Linked DNA regions of Mus musculus: region 2 is linked to region 1. A link is a contact called in public HiChIP or PLAC-seq data. All regions are on one chromosome and are shown on one strand. Each heading gives the region's core, a stretch centred on a gene start, on an enhancer-like site or on the middle of the called end of the contact. The rest is flanking DNA. Distances are from core to core; before and after follow the strand shown.

What was found. HiChIP or PLAC-seq counts read pairs in DNA pulled down with a chosen protein or histone mark.
Region 2: an H3K27ac HiChIP or PLAC-seq map of extraembryonic endoderm stem cells shows a contact between it and region 1. The contact joins the promoter of Tmsb10 here to the enhancer-like site in region 1. A contact is called at or near these places in 4 of 39 promoter capture datasets (3T3-L1-derived adipocytes, the C10 cell line, embryonic stem cells and 1 more), 3 of 484 Hi-C or Micro-C datasets (all in embryonic stem cells), 4 of 115 datasets of contacts at active chromatin or transcription factors (bone marrow-derived macrophages, embryonic stem cells and extraembryonic endoderm stem cells) and 3 of 9 other capture datasets (adipose tissue, liver and pancreatic islet).

The regions. Positions count from the first base shown.
Region 1 is chr6:72,850,279-72,853,411 of GRCm38.p6, forward strand. It overlaps Kcmf1 (potassium channel modulatory factor 1), which reads right to left. Exons shown (of 7, transcript NM_019715.2): 4 at 105-206. Among named protein-coding and RNA genes, the nearest start is that of Kcmf1, 48 kb to the right of the region's middle. Within about 2 kb of position 1,598, at least 18 of the 459 cell types and tissues checked have an H3K27ac peak or open chromatin away from gene starts, as enhancers often do. A contact at or near this core is called in extraembryonic endoderm stem cells, where this site is marked.
Region 2 is chr6:72,957,202-72,960,550 of GRCm38.p6, forward strand. Tmsb10 (thymosin, beta 10) reads right to left here and starts at 1,282. Exons shown (of 3, transcript NM_025284.4): 1 at 1,136-1,282; 2 at 712-823; 3 at 146-451. The coding sequence starts at 811. The coding sequence ends at 417.

The DNA.
Region 1 (3,133 bases), core at 348-2,847:
ACACACAAAAACAACTTAGAGATTAGTTTTTTTCTCTCTGAAAGCACTATTCTCAACAACAATCAAAGCACCAATACCACCAGCAAACCCTCCTGAAAGGATATTAAATCTCTAGGGGCTCTGTGTTCAAGTGTCAGATGAGCTGCAAAGTCATCTGTGACATGATTAGGATCTCCTCCAGGTAACGCTGCACATATGGGACAAATCTGCAATGAAGAGAAAGCACAGAGTCAGTACAGAGTTGCTGAGGCCCAGTTCCAACCCAGCAAAGACACTGCAGGTCTGAGCAAGCACTTTTGTCACTCAACTGCAGGGCCATCTCTCAGGGTCACACACAGCAGTTCTAAATAGTTCAAATTTGATTTCCAGCAGAGTTGTCTATCGGTAGGGCTGAGCCACATTTGCGTGGTCTAGCCAAACAGTTCTGGGCAAAACTTTAAAAAATAAACATTTTTACCTAAAATTCAGCCTTGAATGCTGATATCAGACATAAGGTAAGGCATACTTCTCCAAAGGTAGTTAAGGGTCAATCCCCAAATAGAACAGCAAATGCTTGGCTACAGTACAGCTGTGCTCTGGAGAAACAGACTGGAGGATACCTGGGGTTCTCTGCATAGCTTGTCTAGTCTATCTGGCAAGTTCCAGGCCAGAGAGTAATCTTGTCCCAGGAAGGAAGGAAGGAAGGAAGGGAAGGGGGGAGGGAGGGAGGGAGGGAGGGAGGGAGGGAGGGAGGGAGGGAGGGAGGGAGGAAGAAAAGAATGAAAGAGTGAGGGAGGGGGAAGAGGGAAAGGGAGGGAGAGAGGGGGAGGAGAGAAAGAATGAAAAGGGTATCATGGTGGTTTGAACAGGTTTGGTCCTCACACTCATGTGCTTGGCCCATAGGAAGTGGCACCGTTAAGAGGTGTAGCCTTGTTGAGGTAGGTATGGCATTGCTGGAGGAAGTATGCTACTGTGCTTTGAGGTTATATATGCTCAAACTATGCTCAAAGTTGAGACATAGCCCCCTTCTGCTGCCTGCAGATTAAGATGTAGAACTCTTAGTTCCTTCTCCAGCACCATGTCTAGCTGCATGCTGCCATGCTTCCTGCCATGATGATAATGGACTGTATCTTTGAAACTATAAAGCCAGCCTCAATGAACTGTTTTCCTTTATGGGAGATGGCAAGGCCATGGTGTCCCTTCACAGCCATGGAAAGTAAGGCAGGTAGCTATGAAATAGCTATAGAATGTGTATACAATAAGATGAATGAGATAATTAATGCACAAATGAGCACTGATCATTTCTGAAACAACTTGAAGATGGGAGGAGGAGGAGGAGGAGGAGGAGGAAGAAAGCATAGGGAGAGGAAGAGGAAGAGGAAAGAGGAAGAGGAGGAACCGTATTTCCCAGGGGGGTGGGTAGTGTGAGAGTCTGTAAGCAGATCAAGATCAAGGAGTTAGTAACTTCCTTGTTTGCCTAATGGCCAGAGACAGAAACAACATGTAAGAATAAAACAATGTGCACACGGGTAGAGGAGATGATGGTTGGAAAGGAACTCCCTTCTTTCCCCAAAGCTTGAGCGAAAACCACAGGGCAGGTAATCTTGGCAGCTGCCAGGAGGGGGCAGTGGAGAAGACAGGGTCCAAGAGGGGATGTGTTCAGCCACAGGGGTGAGCAGCTGAGCGGAGCGTGGGGGAGATTCAGAGATGAGTGGGAATGAGAGTGCCAGGCAAGGGTGCTCAGGATTTTGGCCAGTATACAAAGAAGAGCCAAAATGGAGGAGAAACGGAAGAGGGGTTAGGCTTTGGGGTTAGAACTTACAGAGGTGGGCAGGATCAGCCGCCGAAAATCTCTAGCCAATTGCTGGAAAGGCCATTTTGAAAAACTTTTTACCACAATTAGTGAATGGGAGGTGGAAGACAGAAAAGAGTAAAAAATTATTCCTTCCGTGACATAGGAAAAGTTTCCAAATCCTAAGACACAGACAAGGACTGGAGCTGAAAGCTGAGGTGTGTGAGCATGTCAACACCTCACTAGTCATGTGACAAGTGGAAGACTCCGGCCATTAGAGTCTATGGGAGCTGGCTTACAGCAGCACTCGAGGAGGAAACTGGCAAGATGGCATCAGATCAATGCTGAAACACAGAGCAGAAGGCTGACCAATCTGACTCCTGGCTCCCAAGTAAACACACTTTCCATTTTTTCTGAGAGCAGAAGGCCCTGAGAGTATGACTGTGATTTGGTAACGAGTCTCTAATGCCCAACTGGCTGTCCTGATTACTTATGCCTCAAGCCTGAAAAATAACTAAGAAAACCTAAGGATGCTCACAAGAAAAAAAACAAGGACGGGCTGAAGACAGAGTTGGAAAGGTCAGGGTGGAATGTGCCAAGGGAAGTGACAGAAGCCAGCAAGCACACTCTCAAGTCCAGTTTACAACGGTCAGGATTTCTCCTCCCTTGAAGAGAAAAGCAGTGGTCTCTGCTCTTGAATTTACGAACTGTGAGCTCTTCCCTAGAAACGCAGGCCACCTGGTGTCGCTCCTGTGCTCTGGGATGACTGCTTACTCAACTTTCTAGGTGCTTCTGCCTAGTTAGACTACAAGCTTTTGTGTTTTGGAGACCAGTTCTTCTATATAGAAGCCCTTCCCTAAATACTGTCTGACTGGAAATGGTGTGTATATTCAGGTACATAGAGAGCTCACACGAAGCCCAACATCCTACTATATCCACTTGAATCCATTCTCAGGCCTGGGTTTGCCCCAAGTCTTCCCAGCCCAAGCCGTGGCTTCCGTATTGCTAGACACTCGCACTCTCCACTCTGCCTCAGAGAAACCATGCTGCCTTCCAGTCACAAGGATCCAAGTTTGATTCCTTAGGAGCCGATGCTAAGGAAAGTTGCTGGGTTTGATGGCACGTGCTTCGATTCTAGTGCTGGGGAGGTGGAGACAGCTGGACTTCTATAAAGTACCATATATCTCTTGAGAAAATATCTGAATTGAACTCCATGTATCAATTCCTCTGAAAATGTATTAAGTTTGGAGCCATGGAAAATTTTTTCCTTCTTAAGAATGTCTGTTCCAAAGCTTATGAATTCTCAGCATCATTTATGTCCTTCTGTTACTTTCTGGTGCCACTAAGCACACATCCATTCTC
Region 2 (3,349 bases), core at 32-2,531, 110 kb after region 1:
CATGTCGAGAAGCACGTAAAACAAAAATAAAAACGATACATCCTCCTCACCCATTCTACCACGTCCCCTCCTCTCTCCCTGCGGCACAACTCACTCCCAGACCGCTCTGCCCACGCATACTCAACTAAAAAATTCAGACCACGCCAACCATGCCACGAGGTGTTTTTATTTTCATCAATCATACAAATAATTTTCTATAATATCCCAGGGCAAACCGGTGAAATTTGGCAGTCCGATTAGTGGAGGGGTCCCCTTCAGAGACCCGCGGGCCGGTGGCATCGGCTCGGAGTGCCCGGGTTTCACAGTGCAGCTTGTGGCTCGCGTCCATCTTGCAGGTGGCTCTTCCTCCACATCACGAGGGGGTCTTGGAGATGATGGGGCGGGGTGGGGTGGGGTGGGGAAATCTTCCTAGGCTTTTAGGAGATTTCACTCCTCTTTTCCTGTTCAATGGCTGCGAAGGGAGGGATGTGGTCATTGGAGCTACCTTACAGCCCCCCATACCCAACCCACAAACCTGGTGTGGGTGAGGCACCCACGAGGCCTGCGGACAGAGAAGGGGTTTGGAAGAGACAAAGTGCTTTGTGTGACTGGAAGGGTGGCTGTGGCCTTAGATTCGGGGTGGGAAGATAGTGGCCGGATGGGGGTGGGGGTGCCGGGCTGGCACAGCAGGGAAGGGAGGAGCGCTGGGGTGGGAACCCGGGGCACACTTACTCTCTTTGGTCGGCAGGGTGTTCTTCTCCTGCGTCTCGGTTTTCTTCAGCTTGGCCTTATCGAAGCTGGCGATTTCCCCCATGTCCGGCTTGTCTGCCATTTTCTTACAACTCTGATGGGCGAAACAAGGTGATAATGGGTGGCCAGGGGCTTGGGGGTGACCAGCGCGTCCTGGATCCCGCGCCTTCCGCGAACGCCTCTCAACGTGGCATTCCCAGTCCTGGGCGTTCCCGCAGCCCGGAGGCCGAGGATCCTAGACTCGTCCACCACACCCTCCCTCCGAAGCCCCAGGGCGTGGCCTGCTAGCCCCAGAAGATTCCAAACCGCCGGGTCGCCTGTTGCAACCGAAGGGGAACGCGCCCGCCAGCCATAAACTGGCCCGACCCCACCCAGGGTAGGCCCCAAGGCCGGCGCTGTGCCTTACCGTGGATTCTCCTTCCGAGCTCGCGCTCCAGGTGCTCCCACTCTCGTTGCTGCAGCAAGAGACAAAAGAGCGGCGCCCGCCCCTCGTCTTATATACACCGCGCCCCGCCCCGCCTCTCGCCCGCCGCAACGAGGGCGTGGCCAGCCCGCGCGGAGGGCGTGGCCAGCGCGCGCGGGGGCTGGGGGGCGCTCAGCATCTCCAGGCTGCCTGGGGCTCCGCCCTTCTCGGCCCGCGTTCCTAACCCGTTGCGATCCCGCGTGGAGGGTGGCAGGCACCAGCTCCCGGTGGTCTCTTTTCTTGATATATCTCCTTTTCCTAGTACCCAGGAGCCTGCTGCTCACCCCGCGGGAAGGGCGTGGGGGGGGGGGCAGCGGGGAAGGACTTGGGGTTTTGTTGAATGTATGTGTGGTGTAGGGTTGTGGGTGTGCGGGCGAGCACGCGCGCTCTGCTGCAGCCCTGCTCGCGGGAGACACCCCACCCGCGTCGCCTCAAGTCTCTTGCGTTTGCTCTCCAGAGTCTCCTTCTTTCTATTTTCTTGTGGTTGGTGCTTCTTAAAACAAGCTGTTTTCAGGCATTGTCTAAGGGCGGAGGTGGGAGCTAGGACTCCCGGGAGGGCTCCGCTGTTCCTTTTCTCAGTGGCCTTTTAGAAACACTGTACTGGAGGGTGCGGTTTTTCTCCTTCAGTTAACCTTCAATGTGGTTTTTAGAAGGAAAAAGAGGGGAAAAAGCTCCTGTGCCTGCAAACCTTGCTTTTTCTTGTTAACCCATTCCAGGAGTGGGATACTGCACTCCTGAAAAAGTTACCTCTTCAGCTCCTACAACCCCCATGGACAGTGAGTTCTATTATATCACCCAGGGCTGAAACGCCATCCATCCCCACTCCCATCCCTTTTCCTGTGTTGAATATAGAGCATATTCTACTGATAGAAGAAAAAGAGGAGAAACATTTCCTGAACGGCAAACTTCATGGTTCAGATAGACAGACAAAGAGCAAAATATCTTTGCTTGAAGTAATAACAGTTTAGTGGGGGTGGGGGTTGTAGAGAGTTGTCTCATCCACGTGGGGCTCACCCACACGGTGGCTTACAAGCATCTGTAGCTCTAGTTTTAGGAGACTTGGCATCCTCTTCTGGCCTGCTTGGGCACCAGGTATGAGTTTGGTGTGCATAAAACACTCATGCACATAAAATAAAAATAAATCTTTTAAAGAAAGTTGTTTCTTATGTAACACAATCCTGTGATTTCTGTACTAGTCTCCTTTTTAAAAAATTATTTTCTTTAGAAAGGGCGTCACCTGTTTATGTAGCCATATGTTTATGGATCTCAGTATGTAGATCAGCCTGGATTTGAACTCATAGAGATTGGCCTGTTTCTTGAATGTTAGGCCTAAAAGCCTGTGTTATCATGCCTGGCTTTGTGCTTTTTATTGCATAGTGACTGGTATTCAGGCCCCCTTTCTCTTGTTATTCTGGACCCCTCCATCTTCTATATCCAGGCAGTGGACCAGGAAAGAAAGGAGGATGAAAAGTCACACTAGAATTTAGCCTCAGATTCAGAAGTCGCTTCCATCACTTCTGTCTTCATTTCCTTGGCCTAGAATGTAGTCACATGCTCTTACCCAAAGTCCAGGAAATCTGGGAAACCGAAAGCAGGGCTGGGCAGATTGAAACAGTCTCTACTTGTTGAAGGATCTGCTAAGCTTGAACATAAAACTATCCAGACATCCAGAGATAGTATCTCTGGATTCCGTGCTGGATGCAATGCTAACCTTAAGTTAGGTTTGGACTTCCTGGGCTTCACCTTGAAGTCAGTGCATAAATGTCCAATTGTACAAGGTTGCATCCAAGGTGAACTCCAATCCCTTTTCTCTTTATTGAGGGAAGAAATCTGATTCTTCTAGGTGTAGGCATAGAGAAGAGATGCAGGATTCCCAACAAAGGATCATCAAGTCGACTTGCAGGCATTCCCTGTACTTGCTAAGTTCAGCTCAGCGGCTCCTTTCCAGAAAGAAAACACCATCAAAGGTGCTTAACAGCTGTGGCCGGTCTGGAGATATAACTGAGTTGATAGATGCTTGCCTAACATACTTGAGGCCCTTGGCTTCGTCCTCAGCATCACATACACTGAGCCAGAAACCTATAATCTTAGTTAGTGGGAGTTAGAGACAGAAGAATCAGGAGTTTAAGGCCAGCCTGAGCTACACAGTGAATTAGA